Regions from separate parts of the Sus scrofa genome. Here regions 1 and 3 are each linked to region 2. The links are chromatin contacts, called in public HiChIP or PLAC-seq and promoter capture Hi-C maps. All regions are on one chromosome and are shown on one strand. The core of a region is the stretch at or near the end of the contact, and the rest is flanking DNA. Distances in the headings are between cores, read along the strand shown. Region 1 holds the start of TIPRL (TIP41-like protein). Region 2 holds the start of DCAF6 (DDB1- and CUL4-associated factor 6). Region 3 holds the start of RCSD1 (RCSD domain containing 1).

Region 1 (3,299 bases), core at 500-2,999, 270 kb after region 2:
TGCCGTGAGCTGTGGTGTAGGTTGCAGACGCGGCTTGGATCCCGCGTTGCTGTGGCTCTGGCGTAGGCCGGTGGCTACAGCTCCGATTCAACCCCTAGCCTGGCGGGAGCAGCCCAAGAAATAGCAACAACAACAACAACAACAGCAACAACAACAAAAAGACAAAAGACAAAAAAAAAAAAAAAAAAAAAAAAAAAAAAGAAAGGGTGTGAGTGCTGTTTCCTAATGAAAAAACAAATGCCTGGCCAACAGCAGATGCTCAAATTTTGACATTCATTTGGATGAATGAATAAACAGTGGTAACTGGAATGAGTGAAGTTAAATTAAATCAACATGTTGGCTAAGAAGAAGGAGTGATTAAATCCAGCTCCAGAGTTCAGAAAAAGCCTTTTGGAGGAGATGTATCATTCCAAGGCAGATCATCCCAGGTTAGGGAAAGGGATGGGGGCTGGAGAATCTATAGTTCTAAAAGGTGCCAGGTTGACTCTGAAATGGGACAGGTCTGAGTATGACAGTTTCAAGCAGATAGAACAGCAAGAGTAAGGGCCCAAAGGTTGGGCTGAGTGCTGGTGAGTAGGGCTGAGAGGGAGTTGAAAATGGGGCCAGAAAGAAAGATTTGGGAGAAGTTCCCATTGTGGCAAAGCGGAAACGAATCCAACTAGTATCCTTGAGGATTCAGGTTTGATCTCTGGCCTTGCTCCAGTGGGTTAAGGATCAGGCATTGCCGTGAGCTATGGTGTAGGTAGCAGATGATGCTCAGATCCAGCATTGCTACGGCTGTGGTGCAGGCTGGTAGGTGTAGGTTGGATTTGACCCCTAGCCTGGGAACCTCCACATTCCTTGGGCACAGACCTAAAAAGCCAAAAAAAAAAAAAAGATTTGATAGACACCCTAAGAGCAAGGGATTTTTTTTTTTTTCTAATTTATTTTGGCCCCGCTGGCATGTGGGAGTTCCCAGGCCAGGAAAGCATACTATTTTAGGCAGCTGAAGCCAAAATCATTAGTTAAGTGGTTTGCCAAGGATGCATAAAACATCATTGTAAAAGATGATTTAGTACGGGTCTAAAGTGCTGTTTCCACTATACCAGATGCTTAGGTGATAGCTAGACCAGGAAAGTCCTGAAATGTCTGAACGATGAATTCTTTTTTTAGGGCCACACCCACGGCATAAGGAGAGTCCCAGGCCAAGGGTCAAATAGGAGCTATAGCTGCCGGCCTATGCCACAGTCACCGCAATGCCAGATCCCTTAACATACTGACTGAGCGAGGCCAGGGATCGAACCCGCAACCTCATGGGTCCTAGTCGGATTAGTTTCCGCTGCGCCACGACAGGAATTCCTGAATGAGGAAATTTTTGATAGGAGTCTTAATCGATAGCAGCTAGATGTCCAATTCTGGGTCACGTAGCTCTTGATGTTGACCTAAGCTCCTGGACTCTTAAGTGATTTTAAAATTTTGGCCTCAATGGGAAAATGTAGGGCATTTCCTCTCTACCCTAATTCACCAACACGCGAGGTAACTCGCTGCTTTGCAAAGTTGGCTAGGATCACGTTCAACTCACCTTTTCCACCGTGGAGCTTCCATTAAACATGCCCTGAGACGACGTCATTGCAGCAGCTCAGGGAGCGGTGCACCCCGACCACACCTCCTGAGTCGAGGCCTCTCCCCTCAGCATTTTCTCACCGCCTTTTTCCCGGTGCGTCTTGACGTAATACGTAGGTCACGCAACCTTGGCAACTGCTCCCGGAAGCAAAACCCGAGGGGCGGAGAAGAAGGTGGAAAGTTGGGCCTGCGTCCGGGTCGGCCGGCAGGGGGCGGGGCCGGGCATGGTAACGGCTGGGAAGCCGAGGGGGCTGGGCCGGAGCAAGGCGGAGGGAGCGGTGTCCGCTACCGCTGTCGCTGCCGCTGCCACCGCTGCTCCAACCTGTTCTGCGTAGCCCACGCGGGCTCCATCGCAGCCATGATGATCCACGGCTTCCAGAGCAGCCACCAGGACTTCTCCTTCGGGCCCTGGAAGCTGACGGCATCCAAGACCCACATCATGAAGTCAGCGGATGTAGAGAAGTGAGACTCCAGGGCTGAGATCCGGGCGCGGGCTGGGGAGCTGGGCCTGCGCGGGAGGCAAGGGCGAGCTCCCCGCAGCCCCAGCCTTCCTCTGGGGCGGAGGCTTGGACGGGACCTTTGAATGGCAACACCAGGAAATATTGCTATCACTGCCTTCTGTCCTTCGGTTCAGGTTTCAGGCGCTGCCTTCGTGAAACTGTCATTCCGCTTGGGTTTGAGCAGAGCATGACTGTTCCGGTGGACTTTCGCCTCCCATGGTTCTCTACCTGCCCCAGCCTGCGCCACCTTTAGACTATTTCTGGGTGGCTGTGACCTCTTTTCTTGGGGTTTAATAACGGAGATGATATATATGCTTGATTTTTAGCTTGTCAGGTGCTATGCCAGGCATTTAAGATACAGAAGACAATCCCGACCTCGAGGAACTCAGTCTTGTGAGAATGACAGTTATAATACAGTGTGAATTGATAGAAGTGTATATACAGGGTTATTCGAGATTATTTAGGGAAACAAGGCATGCGGGAAATTGGGATGTCTGCACTGAATCTTGATAAAGTCGGTGGAATTGGGTGAGGGTGGAAGGCATGTGTAAAGGTGGAGGGCCAGGGAAAGTGACAGCTGTGCCGCGTTTGTGATGCCTGAGCTCGACAGAATTTGGGGGTGACAGGAGACACGTGTAAAGCTGGGAGGTCAGAGAGAGTGGGAGCCTTAAAGCACTGTTTCTGTGTGATTGCAGCATGAAGGATCGGAGGGGGACTGCTGTTGTGAGAAGCCAGAGGCAAGCAGGTCCTTGGGCAGTAAAGATAACTGAGAGAACTTTTATGCCGGGCTAAGGAGTTTTGATTTGGGGGCGGGGGGGCTATGCTCGGGACATGTGGAAGTTCCCTGGCCAGGGATGGAATCCACACCACAGCAGCAACCCAATCCCCTGTAGTGACAGCAGCTGGATCCTTAATCTGCTGCACCACAAGAGAATTTAAGTAGTTTTGAGTTTTATCTGACTACCACTGGGGGTCTTTTTTTTTTTTAAGTGTTTGGCCTCACCTGTGGCACATGGAAGTTCCATGGCCAGGGGTTGCACCATAGCTGTTGTATAGTTATGCTGTAGGCCACAGGGAAAGTCCATGGGTGTCATTTTATAGAAAGGAGCGATATTATCAGATTACACCCTGAAAGAATTCTCTGGAGCTGATGCAGAGGATGGATTGGAAGGATGTAGGCCTGGGTAAGGAGACAGT
Region 2 (3,015 bases), core at 109-2,608:
AGGAATGACACTGACTCAGAAACCCGGGTAACACATCTGCAGGCCTGTCAGCTGGAGTTTGAGGAAGTACGACCTTTACTCTAAATCCGCCGGTGCGGTACGACAGCTCTTCTCCGCGTGGGTCAATATACCACTACTCTTGGAGGAAAAGAGGAAATGAGGTTTCCTAATGGCCCAAGACCCTTTCCTGGCCGCAGAAACGGAGAAGGATGAAACCCAGAGGCCTGGTCCGGGTGTGAATGGTGCCTAAGGGATGAGGTGCAACCAAGGTCGCAAAGGGCGCTTGCTTGAAAACTAGGAGTTGATGAAAGATGCTGGAAAAGAAAACGTGAAATGCAAGAAAGAGTACACGGTTTCACTTAAAGGGAAGGGGATGGGGCTGTGGGTGACGCCTCCAGCGGCAGAGTTGTCAGCGGGCCTCTAAACGTCTCTTAGAGGGACGGGGAGGGAAGGACTCGGTGAGAGCCACTCTGGGTTCATTACCTGCTGGGTGGTTGTACAACGGCCTCAATTTTTCAGGCAGTAGGAGCTCCACTTTATCGAGAACCCGGTGGTAGGTGGCTCGCAGGCCCCGGGCGCCGGCGGCTGACATTTCTGCGGACGAGTGATCGTGGGCAGTCGGAGTGAGGGGAGAGTGGCCGCGTGCTCGTCCCTGGCTGACAATGAAGGGCACCTCGTCACTCTCCCCTGCCTCAACGCCTCTCGCCCTCCTCTTCCTCCGGGTGCCCTTCCCGTAGCTCTGCCTGACCTCTTTCCAACTACCCGCGGGCCCGCACCCAGAGAAGGTGGACGGGGCGGAGACACTGCGATGGCCCGCCCCCAGCCCGCCTACTGGCCTCCCACCGCCTAAGAGGAGGAGGGGTCATGGAAACAGGTGGCAAAAGGATTGCCTCACCGAATCAACCTCGCGTCCTACCTGTAGTGCGCTTGCGCAACTAGAACTGTCCGCGGTGATTGGCCAGCCCCGAGGCGCGGGCGGGGTCCAGAGCAAACCTCCAATTTCTCCTTGCTGCCCTGGAGGCCATGTTGGAGAAGGGAAAGTGAAGCTGCACCGCTTCTGATCCCCTTTCACTTTGGTTAAGGAGGCCCCTAGTTAAAATGGGCTTTTCGGGCCTTCCCGTGCCCCGACTAAAGATGACGCCGCACAATTCTCTTGCTTCCTTTGGAATGAGACTCGTGAGCGAAAAACTTCTGATTTCAACTCCTTCTCCCTCTAGTCCTCATTTATCCAAAAAGCATAAAGGATTTGGCTAGAGTGGTCTGAACCCATTTTTCTAGGGTAAGGGCAGCGTTGGCGCACACCTGCCTCAGTCCCCAAGGTGGTCGTTATCTCGCGAGAAGGCTTGGAAGGGAGGGTGTAGAGAACGAGGAGAGGGAGGAGTCGAGGCCGCTTCCGCCTCCTCGGTCTCCTCCTGTTGGAGGGGGGCCGAGGGAGGGGACTGTTGCTGATCTCTGGATGTTCTGGGTAGTCTGAGAGGGAGAGTATGAGGCGAGCTCTGGCCCGGGTGCGGCCAGGCTTCGGGGGCGAAGGCGCGCGGGTCGATCCTGCCGCCGCCATCTAACTCGCTGCGCCCGCGAGGCTCGGCGCGCGGATGGTGCCGGTGCGGCTGGGGTGTTGAGCCGCGTGTCCCCTCCCCTTCCTCCCCTCCCCCACGCGGTGGTCTCCCCTCCTCCCCCGGCCCGGCAGAGCCATGTCTCGGGGTGGTTCCTGCCCACACCTGTTGTGGGACGTGAGGAAAAGGTCTCTCGGGCTGGAGGACCCCTCCCGGCTGCGGAGCCGCTACCTGGGTGAGCAGGGGCCCCGGGGCGGAGGCGCTGAGGTCGCCGCCCAGAGGTGGGGGAGGGGGCCGCGCCGCGGGGGCTGTTGGAGGTGGGATAGCGCCTGGTAGGGGTCCCCCGGAGACTCAGGGATGCTGGGTGGACCTCGGCCGTCGGATTCTGCGCCCGTGTCCTCCCACGGCCAAGCCTCCCCTTTGCATGCTGCCAGCCGCCGCCCTTGCTGGGTTTTCCTCGGGGGGTCGGACCGGGGGCAGACAGTAGTGGCTAAGGTTGGTGTTAGGGTGGCTTCTGGAGTGGGACTCGGGAGAAGACTTGTCGAACCTCCCGGTGCTGCAGCGTTTAGAGCAAAAGTTGGCGCTTTAGCTCTTCTCCAGCGCTGTCCTCGCTCCGCCGAAGGACCTAAGTTTGTGTTGACCGCCGCTCCCCTACAGTCTCGGGAGGGCTTAGGTGTCGCCAGTGATGCGTTGACCACCCTCGGGGACTTTACGCTCCAAACAGACTCTATGTAAACTGTCCTGCGGCTCCGAGCCAAACCTAAAAGTGATAGCTGAGCTCTCCCCACCCCCGCGCGCATTCCCAGTTGGACTCTGGTGTTCAGTCGTTTTGACCGCTTTAAGGAGGTGTAGGATTTCACGTTCCCATTCCCCCCCTGTGAAACACACTTGGCATTTACTGTTTCTTAGTTAAGCTTTCTAAAAACAACCTTGATACTTGAGGGAACAGTATTACACTTTTTTTTCGTTTTGGGGAAAGTGGATTTGTGAGGATTCTGGGTCACGCCTGAGCTAAAAGTGGACGGATTTAGTAATTTATTTTATTTCTTCCTCTGCAAATCTTTTCATTACTCTTTTAATTTTTCTTTGAATTTGAAAATGACAGCATTAATTTTTTTCCAATTCTGTCGCTTTTTGCTAGGTATTTTTTGATGTTATTTGGTTTTGCCTTAGAATCAAAAGAAAATGACATCTCATTACGCCTAACAGTTCTGGTTTGTGAATTATTTGAGAAAAGTTAGCAAGCATTTTTTTCCCTTGCTCTTGTTTTTTGGTGTCTCAAGTGACATGAATATGTTCTCCTTGTAAAAACTTAGTAAGAATGAAGCAAAAATCCTTATTATTCCTCCCATTCCAATTTCACACACACACACCCCCTTAGAGAAGTAACAGTGTTGTTTCCTGAATAGTCTTCCAGACCTTTTCCTTTGAATTAACAAGCACATGTGTACATGTTGGAATT
Region 3 (2,951 bases), core at 262-2,761, 330 kb before region 2:
GGAACTCTGAAATAATTTTAAACTTTGAGAAAATTGTAAGTTTAGTACAAAAACTCCCATACATCCTTCACCCAGAATTCCTTACAATTTTGCCAATTCTAGTAATTTATCTTTTTTCAGCTTTATTGAGATATAATTGACAAATAAAATTGTAAGATACTTAAAAGCACAAATTATGATGATTTGATATATACAATAATGTATAATATATATAATAATTCCCTTAATATACTTTATAGTCAAAGGAACCAATCTAGAAGTACATGGTCAATCCAATTGTTATTGGCTCTAGTCTCCTTTAACCTGAACCCTTCCCCAGCCTTCCCTTGACCTTCTTGACATGGGCACTTTTGGAACTCACTGTGACTTTGAGGAACGTCTTTCCATTTAGCTTGTCCAGTGTTTCTTCATGATTAGATTCAGGTTATGCACCTTGGGCCAGATTATCACAGAAGTGATGGTGTGCTCTTCTTATTACATCCCATCAGGTAGAATGTGAAGTCAATTTGTCCCGTCACTGCTGCTGTTTATTTGATCATTTGATTAATATGGTGTCTGTTAGGCTTATTCTCTGTTAAGTTACTTTTTTTCTTTGTAATTAATGAGTAACTTCTGGGGAGAGACTTTGGAATTATATAAAATCCTAGTCCTCATTCCATTTTTACCCACTAGATTTAGCATCCAATGATACTTCTTACCTAAAAGTATTACAACTATAATTGCTGTCATAAGGCAATTGTCTCATGAGGTTGCCCGACCCTGCTGGCTGCCCTTTCAGTACTTCATCATCCTCCTTGTGGCCCAACTGTTACCCTGCTACCTTCCTCCTCAGTTTACATTTCATGTGCTATCATCTTCCTCTGGGAAACCCTCCATTGCCATTCCTTGAACACATGAGCTCTCAAGTCTTGTTTTAATTTTAGTATATTCAACTCTTCCTCATTGATAGTCACTTGTGGCAGGACGAGTTTTTCGTTTTGGGTTTTTTTTTTTTTTTTAGGGCTGCACCCGCAGCATATGGAAGTTCCCAGACTAGGAGTTAAATTAGAGGAGCTGCAGCTGCCAGCCTGCACCACAGCCACAGCAACGCCAGATCTGAGCCGTGTCTGCAACCTACACCAGAGCTCATGCAACACCGTATCTTTAACCTACCGAGCAAGGCCAGGGATAGAACCTGCGTCCTTATGGATGCTAGTCAGATTCATTTCCACTGAGCCACGATAGGAACTCCCAGTATGAGTTGTTTTGTTTTATTTTTGCAGCATTCTCAGGACTTAGGGCTGAGTGTGTGTGTGTGTGTGTGTGTGTGTGTGTGTGTGTTAAAGTAAGTATTTATAGTCATGGAAGGATATTTGCTTCTTGCTCTTAATTTTTAAAATGGACAGTCAACAGCACAGTGTGGCCACTTACTAAGAGCTGATTGATTGGAGCACTTAGCAATTCTGCCTAAAAACTAAGTTACTGCATAACTTGTACCCTTCCATGATCTTTTCTCCCATCAGATTTTCTTTCCCACTGGAGACCTACCTATGGAAAAAGTCTCTACCCTTGATTTAAAGGCAGAGATCCTATTAATTTGCTTCGTTCATTCACTATTTATTGAAGGCCTGGAGCTGCTCATGGTAAGATGGGCTCCTCTGCTTAAGCTGCATCTCTGGCTTCTCTCTCTCTCTCTCTCTCTCTCTCTTTCTTTCTTTCTTTCATGGCTGCACCCACAGCATAAGGAAGTTCCCAATGAGCCTGAGCTGTGACCCTAACCACTGCAGTCAGATTTTAACCCACTTGTGCCGGGAACTCCTGGTGTTTCTTGTTCTTCATTCTGCACTGGCCTTTATTTTCTGCTTGGCTGATTCAGACTGCCAGGGTTTGTGAAGAGAGGAGAGTAAAGGAAGTGGGCCCTTGTGAGCCAACCAGTCTCCTAGAGCGGGAGGGGAGACACCCCCTCAGAGCCACTTTCCCTTCCCCTTGGTTGTCAGCTCCTCTCAGCACACAGAGCAGCAAGTCACAACCCCAGATAGCCCAGCAAAAATGGGGTGTTTGCCAGCTGGTTTATTTCCATTCTAGCTTCTGAGGATCTTCAGGAGGGACAGGAAGGGAAGATAAGAGGGGCATGGGCCCTATACCTACTCAGGGCTGCTGAAACTGAGCCCTGGGCCTCTGCCCCTTCTCCCCATTTTTCACTCCTTCCTCCCATGAAGGTCTCTGCCTCCGGCCCAGTCAGCTCTGAAAGGGCATCCCACCCTGCATGTAGGAACAGAGCTGAAGCCGAGCTAATTTGCACTGTGGATCCTGGGTCCTCACGTGGCTGAGGGAAGGCCTGAGCAGGGCGTGGGCTGCAGCTGCAAGTCACCTTGAGTGACTGCGATGCTATCTGGGCCTAACGGTTTCCTTCGGGTAAGCACTTCCGCCCTCCTGTTTGTGAAGCCAGAAGCCTGTGCTGGGGCAGCCCCGTTCTGAGCAGAGAGGAGGATGACAAATGAAATGAAAAGGCCCCATGAGTCAGACTTAGAAGACATGGTAAGAAACTACACTCCCACCACCAACTCAGTCCCCACCTTTAAAAAAAGGAAAGGGAGAAAAAATTACAAGCACAAGTAGGCTTTGCAAGGTACAAAGACACTTCCTTTTTTTTTTCCTCTGTCTTTTTTTTTTTTTTTTGGCTTTTGGCTTTTGGCTTTTCAGGGCCGCACCGCAGCATATGGAGGTTCCCAGGCTAGGAGTCTAATCAGAGCTACAGCTGCCAATCTACACCACAGCCACAGCAATGCCAGATCCAAGCCGCACCTGCGACCTACACCACAGCTCAGAGCAATGCCAGAACCTTAACCCACTGATCGAGGCCAGGGATCAAACCTGCAACCTCATGGTTCCTAGTCGGATTTGTTTCCGCTGTGCCACGACGGGAACTCCGATACTTCCTTTTTTGCCGTCAGTTGTTGCCTAGTGCCCTC

Evidence for each region. Promoter capture Hi-C pulls out the DNA fragments that hold promoters and counts their contacts. HiChIP or PLAC-seq counts read pairs in DNA pulled down with a chosen protein or histone mark.
Region 1: a promoter capture Hi-C map of liver shows a contact between it and region 2, with 4 times the contacts expected there. The contact joins the promoter of TIPRL here to the promoter of DCAF6 in region 2. A contact is called at or near these places in 1 of 5 promoter capture datasets (liver), 3 of 47 Hi-C or Micro-C datasets (heart right ventricle, liver and skeletal muscle) and 1 of 2 datasets of contacts at active chromatin or transcription factors (alveolar macrophages).
Region 3: an H3K27ac HiChIP or PLAC-seq map of alveolar macrophages shows a contact between it and region 2. The contact joins the promoter of RCSD1 here to the promoter of DCAF6 in region 2. A contact is called at or near these places in 1 of 47 Hi-C or Micro-C datasets (skeletal muscle) and 1 of 2 datasets of contacts at active chromatin or transcription factors (alveolar macrophages).

The regions. Positions count from the first base shown.
Region 1 is chr4:82,793,215-82,796,513 of Sscrofa11.1, reverse strand. TIPRL (TIP41-like protein) reads left to right here and starts at 1,749. Exons shown (of 7, transcript XM_001928523.5): 1 at 1,749-2,064. The coding sequence starts at 1,961. LOC100525571 (a long non-coding RNA gene) reads right to left here and starts at 1,714. Exons shown (of 3, transcript XR_001308291.2): 1 at 1,562-1,714.
Region 2 is chr4:83,068,061-83,071,075 of Sscrofa11.1, reverse strand. It overlaps DCAF6 (DDB1- and CUL4-associated factor 6), which reads left to right and starts at 1,358. Exons shown (of 19, transcript XM_021089469.1): 1 at 1,358-1,788. The coding sequence starts at 1,692. MPC2 (mitochondrial pyruvate carrier 2) reads right to left here and starts at 1,162. Exons shown (of 6, transcript XM_003355070.4): 1 at 917-1,162; 2 at 484-594. The coding sequence starts at 592. MIR9810 (microRNA 9810) reads right to left here and starts at 713; the gene lies at 619-713.
Region 3 is chr4:83,402,662-83,405,612 of Sscrofa11.1, reverse strand. It overlaps RCSD1 (RCSD domain containing 1), which reads left to right and starts at 1,511. Exons shown (of 8, transcript NM_001244462.1): 1 at 1,511-1,622. The coding sequence starts at 1,530.